2 separate regions of the Mus musculus genome follow, and region 2 is linked to region 1. A link is a contact called in public promoter capture Hi-C data. All regions are on one chromosome and are shown on one strand. The core of a region is the stretch at or near the end of the contact, and the rest is flanking DNA. Distances in the headings are between cores, read along the strand shown.

Region 1 (5,994 bases), core at 2,348-4,847:
GGACTTTCGGATCCCGCTGCTGCTGCTTCTGCTGCTGCTATGACTGCTGCTGCAGACCCGGAGGCAGGCGCTGTTTGCGGCCACCGAGCCTCCCTGGGCTGAGACTGTCGAGCTAATGGTGAAGGGCAGGGCGAGGGGTCATTCGAAATCATTTACAAACATATCACAAAGTTTCATTATTTTTGCTTTGCCGACAGCAGCACAGAAGAGTACAAAAGTTCGCGAATTTCGCCGCCCCAGCGCCTCCGCTGTCCTGGGCTTGCCCCTCAATTCAGGGCATCAAGAGCCCAGATGCACTCTGGGGCTGGGCTGATTTCAGGGGCAGAGGGATGCCCTGGCCTGGGCCGAGCTTATGGATGCCTGATAACAGATTGAAGATGTCCACATTTCTAAGTATTGTTTTGATCCCTTCCTATATAATTCGAAAAATCACTTTCAAGCCCCATGCCTTGATTTTGATGGGGTGGGGCAGGGAGACTCCCCTCATCATATCTGGCAAAATTAGGTGCTCACTTTGACCCTGTACTTTGCCCTTCCATGCCCTCCCACCATCTTTCACTTCCACTATTTTGCAGGGATTTCCCAGGTGTCAGTTCTAAAAAAAAAAAAGGGGGTTAAAATCCGTTTGTTTAAAGACTCTCCCCAGTTTCTCCTAATGCCAGCCCTTTCACCCATGGACACGTTGACAGGCCTTTCTGGGGACACTGGGCCTACCTCTGTTTTACCCAGACAAATTGGGGAAGTCCGATGGGTTGAGTGAGGACCAAGATGAGTACACACATTTTCATATTTGTTAGACATTGTGACCTGCATTTCACCTTATTGCTCGACTTGTTCAGACAGGTCAAAGCCAACAAGTTATTGATGAACAAAAGCGTTAAATATTCACCTCCCTCTCAACTGCCCATACAAATGCTTTTGATCTCTCCGGCTTTTTGTGCTGTGGGCAGCTACAAGGCGCCAGCAAGCAAGCAGCCTCAGCAGAGATGAGCCCTCACAGCCAAGGGTGCCAAGGAAGAGGGCAGGGGCAAGGCCAGAGAAAGTCTGGGGAGTCCAGATTTTTCACCATGGAGCCTGGTTCACTGTGTGCAGGCCTGGTTCATAGAAGGAACTACAAGCTGTAAAGGTCTTCACTTCCCTGTTAGCTCAGCCTCACCAGGGGCCCAGCAAAGAAACCTGGCCCTGAGCCCAGTCTCAGCTTCTCTGACCAGGAAGGGAAGACATCTCACAAGAGAGGGAGGATGCCTGGTCCCTGTGGTCCTTACCAATCTGCTACTGTTCCATTAAAATTAAACTACCTGTGGTTTGCAGTGAGTGGCAAGCCTCTACTATTTCCTTGACTCTCCTTCTAGTGCCAACCCTTCTAATGACACCCAGAAGATGTCACCAGCATTCTCAGCTTCAAACTTCAGAGCCAAAGAACTGGAGTCCCTGCCTCTGATCCCACCCAATTCCACTGGACTCTGGAGTAGAGTAGAAATTCTTCAACTGCAGCTAAGGAGAAACGGAGGGAAAGAGAAAGTACTCTTTTTGTTCACCGGGTATCCCAAACTGGGACCCACACCAGTGAAGCTAGGACCCAGAAAGGGACAGGAGAGGAATGTCTACATAAGCTCAGAAGTTGTAGCCCTTCCTGGAAACAGGCCAATCCAACACACCCAAGACCATCAAGGGTTATATGTTTGTTTTTGTCTGTAATAAATCAAATTTTAAATTAAAACCTATATACAGCAAGAGAAGGCTGAGATAGACTGGGCAGAGAGAATAATGGCTGGACAGCAGAGAGGGACCCCCGTTGCCTTGGTGTTGATTGGGTCAATTCTAGCAGTTGTGGATGCTGGCCCGCCCGTAGTTCAGTTCGTTGATAGGGTGGGCTGCTAATTAGCTGCAAGTCTGCTGCACCTGTGCGAGCCAGAGAAGCCTGGCAAAGGCCTGTATGGTCCAGAGAGGTCCGGGAAGACAAGGGCGGTCCCCTGCGGTGCGTTTACTTGAGCAGGTGACTGTGAACTAGGTCCCAGAAATACTTCCTAAAGGGTCAGCCTAGAGCTTCCATCCCTCCACGAAGCGAGTCCGTTTTGGCCTGGGGAGGCAGCGCCACTCCGCTACTCCTTAACCCTCCCATCACCGCTGGCGCGGACCTTCCGCCCACCTCCTCCCAGTCTTAGCACTACCCTTTCGTTCCTCGGAAGAAAAGGGAAGGTACTTACAGTGGTTCTCCCTCGTTCTCCCTGACGCTCCAAAACCTGTTGCAATGAAAGTGGGGTCTCTCAAATTTCACAGGACAATAAAGCATCCATAGGCGACATGCAGAACGTGACAAGGCCCAGACATTCCACCAATACCTAGAACTCCTTGCTTCTGGTGACCGCCTTCGGGTACTGCACAAAGTTTTCCTCTGATAGCATCCTCAAAGGCAGAGCTAAGGGCTATGGGAGTCTGTCCTGGTCACCTACCCTACTTCACGCACCCTTGGGCAAAACCCAACCAGTTATACGGCCTGACTCAGACTGCCTGAGGCAGGGTTTCCCCAGGGGGGAAATGGGAAGTCAGAAAATAGGCCTTTGTGCATTTCCTTCTGGTGTGGGAGGGTGGGTGCGAGCCCACTGGTGAGAGCCTGCAGACATTCTATTTGTCCCGACCCCAATTCTGCTCCCTCTGGAAACAGTTCAGACCTCCTTTTCCAGTTTCAGGTTGGTTTTTAATTCCACCCCAGCGTCCAAACCTGCATTCTCCTCAAAGAGGAGGCATGGCAGGCAGGGACATATTTTTTTTTTTCCATGTCTCCAATTCAAAACAGTCATTTCCTTCCGAGGGGAAATGAGAACCCAAAAGATAACCAGAAAGGGAAATTGATGTGTTTAAAGGAAAATGATCTAGATCTTACAGACATGGTCTAAAATATGATCTCATTCTATCTGTTTGACATTAATTTTTTAAACATACCTGCAGGAGAACCTACAGACCGATCAAAGAGAACAGTGGTTCCCAGGGCACTCATGTCCATCTTCAAGTTTTTAGTCTTCTAGGAACAGAAAGAAAAAGAAAAGGGGGGGCAAACCCCGCTCTGAACTACCTCAGAGGTAACTCATCTCCACACCGGTCCCCTCTCCTCCCCACCCCCCATCATTGCTTTCTTCCACTTTTAAAGTTGTTGCTCCACTACTGAGAGGCAAGTGTAAGTCCTGCTTTTGGGGTAGAAGGCCCTCACTTCCCAACGTTCCAGGTATACACAGGAGAGGGAAATGCCAAGACCCCCCATTCAATTTATTAAGTTAGGCTTAGGCTAAAATTAAAATGAACTTCAATAGATAGGCTTTCCCCAAGCAGAGAAGGCTGGGCTCAGACCCCCTGCCCCACAACTCTAGAGTTATTGTGGACAAAGTAATGAGTGACTTACTGGGTTTCTTTTCGTTGGTAGAGAAGCTTAGAGGAGAGCTGTCTCCTGAGCCCGGGGCGCTGGCTGGAGCCTCTCACTTGCCTATCGCTGCTACAGGAACCAAGCATCTGCACTTGTATGCTCTTAACCTAATTTATGGTGGGAATTATATTTTGGCTTGTCAACTCTCAAGCCATAAAACAAAGTTTATTGGAATCACGTGCTTATAAATAGCCACTCAGGTCCCGGCTCTGCAGAACCATAAATAACCTTTGGCTTTAAACTTTTATTCACTAAATAAAGGTTCACTGCAACTGTTCCCTTGGATTTAAATAGTTCCAAATATCCAGAATGCGAGAGAGGTCATATTCATATCAATACCCCGGGCTTTTCAACTTGCATCTTTTCAGAGAAAGCTGTTTAAATTGGGGGATAGTGCTATTTGGACAAGGCTGGTTGGTAGGCTTGTCCTATGACTCTTGGGCTGCATCCACTGTGAGTACCATCACCGCCTTTATTTCAATCATTTTCTAGCATTCGATGTGGTAAGCAGGAAAGACAAAGGCTACTTCTTACTTGCTTATCGCAAAAGTTGGAAATTATTTTTGAGATTTTTTGCTTGATTCAATAGGGAAGAGTGGCCAGGGGAGAGGCTGGGTGGCCTTGGGGGTGGGGAGGCAGCTGGGATTAACACTTAGTGTCCTCTGTATTGTTGTGGATGGGGCTTGGTGAAAGTTGAAGATTGCCACATGCCTAGGGGTTTTTATAATTTGCTCAGATCTGAAAGAGAAGCCTTTGCAAGTGACCAAACTGCTTAAAACAGCAAGACTTGAGGTTTGGTGAAGTGAGAAAGTGGAGAACAGGCCCCACCGGACTCTGGCGAGTAAGGCTCTGAAGAGCCTTAAAGCAATAAAGCAATAAAACAGCCCTGGTGTGAAGGGGCCGGGTGCGTGCGGGGTGTGAGGAAGCACAGGAGGCTCTCAAAGAACCTGAGCCCAGGAAGTCAGATGTGCACAACCCCACTGTGTGCCCAAGTCATTTAGCTCAGTGCTCAAGGGTCCCTGAAGGCCCACATCTGAGTGGGCTCTTCTGTAACTCCTCCCTACTGCTGGCCCCCATCACAGGGAGAGCCTAAGAAAGAAGTGTGGGACTATCTCTGTCTATCCTGCTGAGCAATCCAGGAAAAGGGCTGGACACTCCACACAGAGAATGTGGCTGTCTCTGCTTGTGGGAGACATGAGAGAAGGGAGTGGGGAATGGCAGGAAGTCCCCCACCTCCCAAGAAGAGGCACAAAAAAAGAAGAGAATTGGCCCCCATCACCCTCCATTGGCCCTACAGAGGTGCCACAAACCTTGTGAAAATGTGTGATTTTTTTTTTTTTTGCTACTCTGATAAAATAATGGATGTGCTGCACAGATTTGTAAAACACACACACACACACACACACACACACACACACACGTTTGATTTATAAATCAAATGCACTAACAACCTTTCCTATCAGAAACCCCACACAGCCCAGAACATTCTTTGTATAAAGATCTCTTTGCATGCTAATTTCCAGCCATTTGCAAACCCACTTCCTGATTTGACTCTCATTAGCCAGAAAACAGGGGGTTGTTAGTTCAGACACTAGGGCAACCTTTTATTCCCTCTGACCCTTTAAAAAAAGAAAAAAAAGAAAGAAAAATCCCATCAGCCATGTAGAAAGACTTTTGTGGGTTTTTGTTTTGTTATACCAATCGGTGGCACATTCTTAAAGTAAGTAGAGATAATCCTTCAAAAACTGCTTTTTGGTAGCACTGGATGAGCAATTTTGAAGTGAATGCTAATCACCTGAAAGAGATAACAAACCGCAGGGCCTGGAGAAAAGTTTTCATTTTTAGGATAAGATGAATCAAAGGGTATTTGACTTTCCAAGCCACTGTGATGAGTCCTTTGTAAGGAGGCAAGAGCCGGTTAAAGACAAGCCTTGAGACATGGTGGATGGATAACAGTGCCCGGTGTCTGGCTGGCAATCAGTAGTTACTTTTTATGGATGAGAAATGATGAAGAATGATGCCTGAGACATGCTTGCAAACTTAGGTTCCACGGGAAGACGGAGCCTACTCTGGGTGTTTAAGGGAGTGACAGGAAATCAGATCAGGTGTGAGAAAATGGAGGGGGGGGGAGGGGAGAAATACACTGAGGCAGACATCTTTGTTTTCTGATCTTAGAGCTCAAAGACAAAGTGATTAAGAAACAAGTATGCATCTTCCTCCACCCCTTGCCATTGCATCACACCTCCAGTGGCCCAGGTTTTGTGAATGAAAGAGAAAGAATAGGGATCTGGCAGAGAGTACTAGTGTGCTCCAGGTTCCCCAGGGCTTCTCCACCCCATCCGCTGCCATTGCAACTCCCAGTAGGAACTTGGGAGTGCTAGACAAGAGCCCAAACTCTGAGCCCCAGCCAACATTCTGGCTCCCAAGGACTTTGAATGTTGGTAGTTGTTCCAGTCGACAAGGAAGGGAGAAAAGAGGGTAGCCTTCCTGCAGCATCTGTAAGGAAGCTGGGCAGTGGTGGTGCAGGCCTTCATCCCAGCACTTGGGAGGCAGAGGCATGTGAATCTCTTGTGAGT
Region 2 (5,994 bases), core at 2,085-4,584, 1.6 Mb before region 1:
CAACCTTATTAAAGGAGCCTTTGCCTGAAGTTATTAGATGCTCCTGTGATAGATCAGTTCTTGTTCCTCTGTCCTCAGGGAGATGAACATAAATTGAGCACCATTCCCCTTGTGATATTGCACCAGAGACCTAGAGGCATTTGCTAGGTTCTTGCTTCAGGTTTGTATTTTTAGAAACAAATAAGCTCAAGGTCATGTGCTTGGATCATCTTGGTGCTGATCCTGCTTCCTCCATAGCTGGCTGCTTGTGAAACTCTGCTCCAGGTGAAGTTATTATGCAACCTTTTCATTCTTACAGAAATAGCCTTTACTCTCTTTTTCAATTTTTTTTAACTAAAATAACACACACACACACACACACTTACAGTCAGACACACACACAGACAGACACACAGATGCAGACACACAGACAGACAGACACACAGACAGACACACTTACAGACAGGCACACACACACACACACACACACACACACTTTAGGACATCCCCATCATGTAGACAACCCACAGTCAACTAAGTTTCAAAATGTCTACAATGAAACCCACATTCCCAGCCTTGGAACCTGTTCTCAATTGGTGAATCTCCTTGCTACCCACCTACATTCTTGAACAAGAAACAAGGAAACATGGCAGCGGCGCTGGCAGCGGCAGGGGTGGGGTGGGGTGGTGTGGTGGTGGGGGTGGGGGTGGTGTTTCCTAGTTCTTTATCTTTTACAGTTTCATCAACTCACTAAAATCCCAGTGATTCTGTGTTCTAAATGTGTTTTCACTCAGTCCCTTTTCTACCACCATATGCTACTGAGTCTCTTCCTTCCAACTCATCCTTTAAACGTAGCCAAAACGGCCTCTCGGAAATGAAGACTTAGTCACTGCACTACCCACTTTCTTAAAACCCTCTAGAATATTCTCCTCTGCATACCCCCTGGATGTATGTGTGTACATACTACCCATAGTCTTAGGATAAATATTCTATGGAGTGTGTTTGTGTGTGTGTGTACATGGGTGCAGAGGGCGGAGTCAACCACAGGTGTCATTCTTTAGGAGGCACCCACCTTGGCTTTTAAAATTTTTTAATTAAAATATTTCTCACATAACATATTTATTATATATTTCATTTCCCCAAACTCCTCCCAGATCCTTTCCAAACAACTTTGTTCTTTCTCCCTCAAAGGAAAGTAAAGGTAAAAAATATGAAAAGAAAGTCAGTAAGACAAAAAAAAGAAAGAAAGAAAAAGAAGGAAGGAAGGAAGGAAGAAAGAGAGAGAGAGAGAGAGAGAGAGAGAGAGAGAGAGAGAGAGAGAAAGAAAGAAAGAAAGAAAGAAAGAAAGAAAGAAAGAAAGAAAGAAAGAAAGAAAGAAAGAAAGAAAGAGAGAGAAGGAAAGAAAGAGCGAGCCACCAATGGCCGTGTCCACGATTCTTATGTGGCCTTGAATACTTTGGAGACAAGTTTGGCCCAGGCCTGGTGGTTGGACTTTGGTGGGAAAGAAACTTTTCTGCAGAGATGCAAGCTATCACAGAGATTAAAGACTCAAAGGTCAGTGCAGACAAGCCAGATCTGTTCCAGGGAGACTTTCGAGTGCAATCTCTCACAGTCCACTGCTCCGACGCGCAGCACCCTTCTCCTTTCCCGTCATCCTTCAGGGTTCCCCCATCAATCTGTTCTCTGGTTTCACTCTTTACCATTTAACATTTCTCTTATTCACTGGGATAGAAGATGTAAAAGTGGAAATGTTTAGTATTGACTGATTCCGGTTGGGATGCGTTGGAAGGCAGGCACTTTGAAAACTTTCTCACATGTGGTCAAAGAAGAGAACATCTGACACAGCCGGCCCAAAGAGGTTCTCCACCTTGCTCAGTAAACTGATTTAATGACTTTCTTTGTTATCTTTATACGTAGACTTCACTTTTGTCTCAGTCTCCTCCGACCCTGGAATTGGCATTCCCACCTACACTTTTCAGATTAAAACTAAAGGCTCAATATTTTAATCTATTTTCTCCCATTACACTAACCCCCCAAGAAACATCATTGCCTCATTCACTAATCTCCCTGCTTCCGTTTCTAACCCCCTGCCCTTTCCCTAGCCCAGAGCACCTTCAAGCTTTATCTCAAAACTTCCTCCCATGTAGCTACTACTCCAGTCCTGTATCAGATACAAAAAGTTCTTAGTTTTTAAAATAAATGTAAATAGTTATAGAAGAATAAATCATTCATCTCCATAATCTTAACATTGTACTACATTTGTTTTATAGACTTTTTATACGAGTGAGTTGGATACATTTTTATTACATAGCACTTAGTTAAGTATGTTTTCATAAAATACAATTTTATTTTAGATGGTTCTCATAGTGGAAACATAGCAATATGTATCATTATCATGTCTGCAATTTAGGGAAGTAAAAAACAATTTTGAAAATTAAACCTCAGCTTAGAATTTCTAATACTTAAAAATTAGATTTATTATTTTATTTTAGATATATTAGTGTTTTACCTGCATATATGTGCCCTATATTTGCCTTCTGGGCACACACAGTGGATGTTGGATCCCCTGGAACTGGAGATGCAGATAGTGTGAGCCACCACGTGCGTGCTGGGAACTGAACCTAGGTCATCTGCAAAAGCAACGAATAATCTTAGTACTGAGCCCTCTCTCCAGTCCCTAGAATGTGTAGTACTGTGATAGACCTTTGAGGAGAACTTTCCCCTAACAGAGCTTCTCTAGGTTCACCTTTTACAGGTTCTTCCTCCTGGATCTGGAAGTCAGTTGTGAATAGTTAGTATCTCTCTGGCTCCCAGTTCCTCTAGGGTATGTAGTGAGCAGCCATCAGTAGATCTAGACATAGGGAAGAGCCTTCTGAAAGTTAAGCCCCGCCTAAGCTTCTGCAAAGTTCTACTTATGAATTAACAATCTTTCGCTTTAACCTTCATTACGAGGACAAATAGAGGAGCTATTTGGTCATATATTGTAGTAATGAAATTAAATCCCCTTAAGGGAAGAGTAAACAAAAGGGAACGGCTCTCCCATTAAGTCTAGCTGCACCATGGAAACTCTTAAGAGAGGCTGGGAAACACCCCAGCTCGACTCACCACAGTACGGAATTTGGTCTCAAAAATTCCCCAATGTAGCGGCTGTCAAATTTTGACTCAAAGGTTAAATTTTTGTATTAGGAGGAAAGGCCTGTCTCAGTCATGGAACTGATCTGGTGTTTTCTCCTAATCTCAGATGAATCTCAGGACAAGACAGAGGCAAAGAGAGGCACAGTCAGAGCTTCCACAGCTCTGCAGGGCCTATGTCCTAGTGGTTGAGATAACAAAGCCCAGCAAAGGTCAACTGCAGGAGTGTCAGAGGCTTGCCAGCCCTCAAAGCTTCCTGCAGCGCTCTTTGGATAAGGAGAAGGTTTGTGCAAGATCTAGTGAGAGCCAAGAGTGAAACTGTGCGGAGGATCAGCCTAGGAGGACTCCACTGCAGAGCAAGTATGTGTGTGATCAGCTCACACTCATGGTGAATGAAAAGGCCACAAAACCCTATTAACTTACACGCTAATTAAAAATAAAATAATGAAATTCAAAATAAAATAAGAAAACCTAGAAAGACAAGATAACTTTCCAATAATCTTAATAGAAAAGAAACATTAAATATCCTTATATGATTATGAAATACACTATATGATACATAAAATGCGATACATTATATATAAAATGTATATTGTATAAATATTATGTATGATATTATACAATGTAAAATAAAACAGGAATAAAAGTGAAAAAGAAAAAGAAAACCATTACCAGGTCATGATGCAGGCTCATGGACAACTTTCTCACCATTGTGACAGACAGCCTGGGAGCCTGCCTGGAGACTGTGTGACAGGTGATTGCATGTCCACACTATCCTGGGGTAGCTGGTTCTTCAGAAATCCTGACAAGGTCAAGACTCTCAGAGGATGCCCACATCAACATAGTCCAGCCTCCGTATGCACCCAGAGACCTGTTCCTCTCCAGAGAACCATCCTCTCACTTCCTAGCTCTTTTTATAAAGAAGCAAAACTCTTTTACAAAGCTTCTCTATACCTCCTTGTTTCTATTGCCTCTCTTTTCTGTAGGTAACCACAGAGCACATTCGATGTTTGTTTTTCTCATGAATACTTACATTTTTGCTCCATATTTGAATCTGTAAATGATCCGTGTGAGGTCATTAAACATTTGTTATGTTATACATACGTCATTGGATTGCAGTTTGCTCGTTTCTGTTACTATGTTTTTAAACACTTCTTCAAATTAGATTTATCTACTTGATTTTATGTTGGAGGGTTTTGCCTGTATGTGCGTGTACCACTTTTATGCCTGGTGCTTGTGGAGGTCATAGGATCCCCTAGATCTGGAGTTATAGACGGTTATCAGCCAATACGTGGGTGCTGAGAATCAAACCCAGGTCTTCTGGAAGAGCAAGTTCTTTTAACAGCTCAGCCAGTCACCACTACCATGGTCTTGATTTTTGTTCACAGTGAGGCAAACAGCTCTAGTCTAATCAAACACTGCAGTGTTGAAACTGTGTGTATCACGTCATGAGGTCCTAGTTTTCCTTGTTCATTTTCCCATTGATCACCAGCCTCATCCCTGGGCAGGTGGCCCTGGGGTGCAAAGAATGCAGCCAGGAGCAAGCCAGTTAAGCAGCACTCCTTCTTGGCCTCTGCTTCAGTTCTTGCCCCCCCTCCCCCAGGCTCCTGCCTTGATTCCTGCCCTGACTTACCTCCACAATGGAGCATGGCCTGAGAGCATAAGCTGAAATAAACCCTTCTCTCCCCAAGGTGTTTTTGATCATGGTGTTTCATCACACGAGTAAAAACATAAACTAGACACATGTCTTGAGGAGCTCGTCTTGTCAATACCAGTTGCCTCAAGCCCTTGTGAAAATCAGTAGCTCAAATGGCTGGAGGGAGCTGAATGTGGTTATGTGTTTTAAGGGGCTTTAACACACACAGTTGTGGATCGTTAGACAAATCTCACGCTAGCCCTGGGCTTGAAACAGCAAACCAAATTCGCCCTGACTGTCACCTTCCCTGACATACAATCAGTTCCTACTGCCCCCTCAGCAATCAATCCTTGCTCCTTCTCTCCCTCCTTCTCTTCTGTCCTTCATTTCTTCCCTCTTTATTTCTCCCTTCTTTATTTATAGTTTGAAAATTTTGTATACACCTTCCAGATAGCCTAGCGTGAATAACTTGAAATTAAGGACACTCTCCTAAATAGCTCCAATAGCAATAGCAGCATCCCAGCAGCAAAGCATCTGTTAAGGCTGCAATCTAACCTTGTTCAGCTCTGTCCCCAACACATCCAGTGAAGAGCCGCACATTTCCTTTGGATTTCATGCCTCTTTGCAGAGCCCATGGCTTTGAATTTAATGCTGACACTATTTGAAGAATCCAGACTGGGTTTCTGATGGAATAACTGCTTGTCGACTTCTCTGTCTGTCCGCACCTCCCCCCGACTTCTCTCTCTTCCCTCTTTCTATGGGCATATCTGCATGTGTGTATGTGCCCTGTTTCTTTGCGTATGTGGACCAAAGGTCAACCTTAACATCAGTGTCTCTCCATGGATCCACTTGTCTCTTCCTTCCTGGGGCCTGGGGTCACAGACACACACAGCTGTGCCTGGCTTTTTATGGCATGCCAGGGATTGAACACGTGTCTTCATGGTTGTGTAGCAAGTGTTTTCCACAGTAAGCCATCTGCCCAGATCCTGTTTCCTGGGTCTCTTTTCCTAGAAGATGGTTTCTGCTGTCCATTTGATATGAACACCCCATGTTCTTAGGGGCACATTTCCTTCCCAAGGCATCGTGTCGGGTGACAATGATGTTATTTTGGCTCATTCCTGGGAAATGTAATTACTTGTCTAAGATAGAATTTGCTGGGTCTCCTCATTATAGAACTCACATTGCCATTATCATTAATAAATATTTTAGGGTGGCCTTTGAAGGTCATGTAAGTATTCTTCTTAGCA

The links. Promoter capture Hi-C pulls out the DNA fragments that hold promoters and counts their contacts.
Region 2: a promoter capture Hi-C map of 3T3-L1-derived adipocytes shows a contact between it and region 1, with 3 times the contacts expected there. The contact joins the enhancer-like site here to the promoter of Hoxd4 in region 1. A contact is called at or near these places in 5 of 39 promoter capture datasets (3T3-L1-derived adipocytes, the C10 cell line, hippocampal neurons and 2 more).

What each region holds. Positions count from the first base shown.
Region 1 is chr2:74,719,581-74,725,574 of GRCm38.p6, reverse strand. It overlaps Hoxd4 (homeobox D4), which reads right to left and starts at 3,597. Exons shown (of 6, transcript NM_010469.2): 1 at 3,398-3,597; 2 at 2,944-3,022; 3 at 2,208-2,243; 4 at 1-112. All of the region lies in intron 1 of Hoxd3 (homeobox D3), which reads right to left.
Region 2 is chr2:76,291,876-76,297,869 of GRCm38.p6, reverse strand. The region is part of intron 1 of Pde11a (phosphodiesterase 11A); the gene reads left to right. Among named protein-coding and RNA genes, the nearest start is that of Pde11a, 44 kb to the left of the region's middle. Within about 2 kb of position 3,334, at least 12 of the 459 cell types and tissues checked have an H3K27ac peak or open chromatin away from gene starts, as enhancers often do. A contact at or near this core is called in 3T3-L1-derived adipocytes, where this site is marked.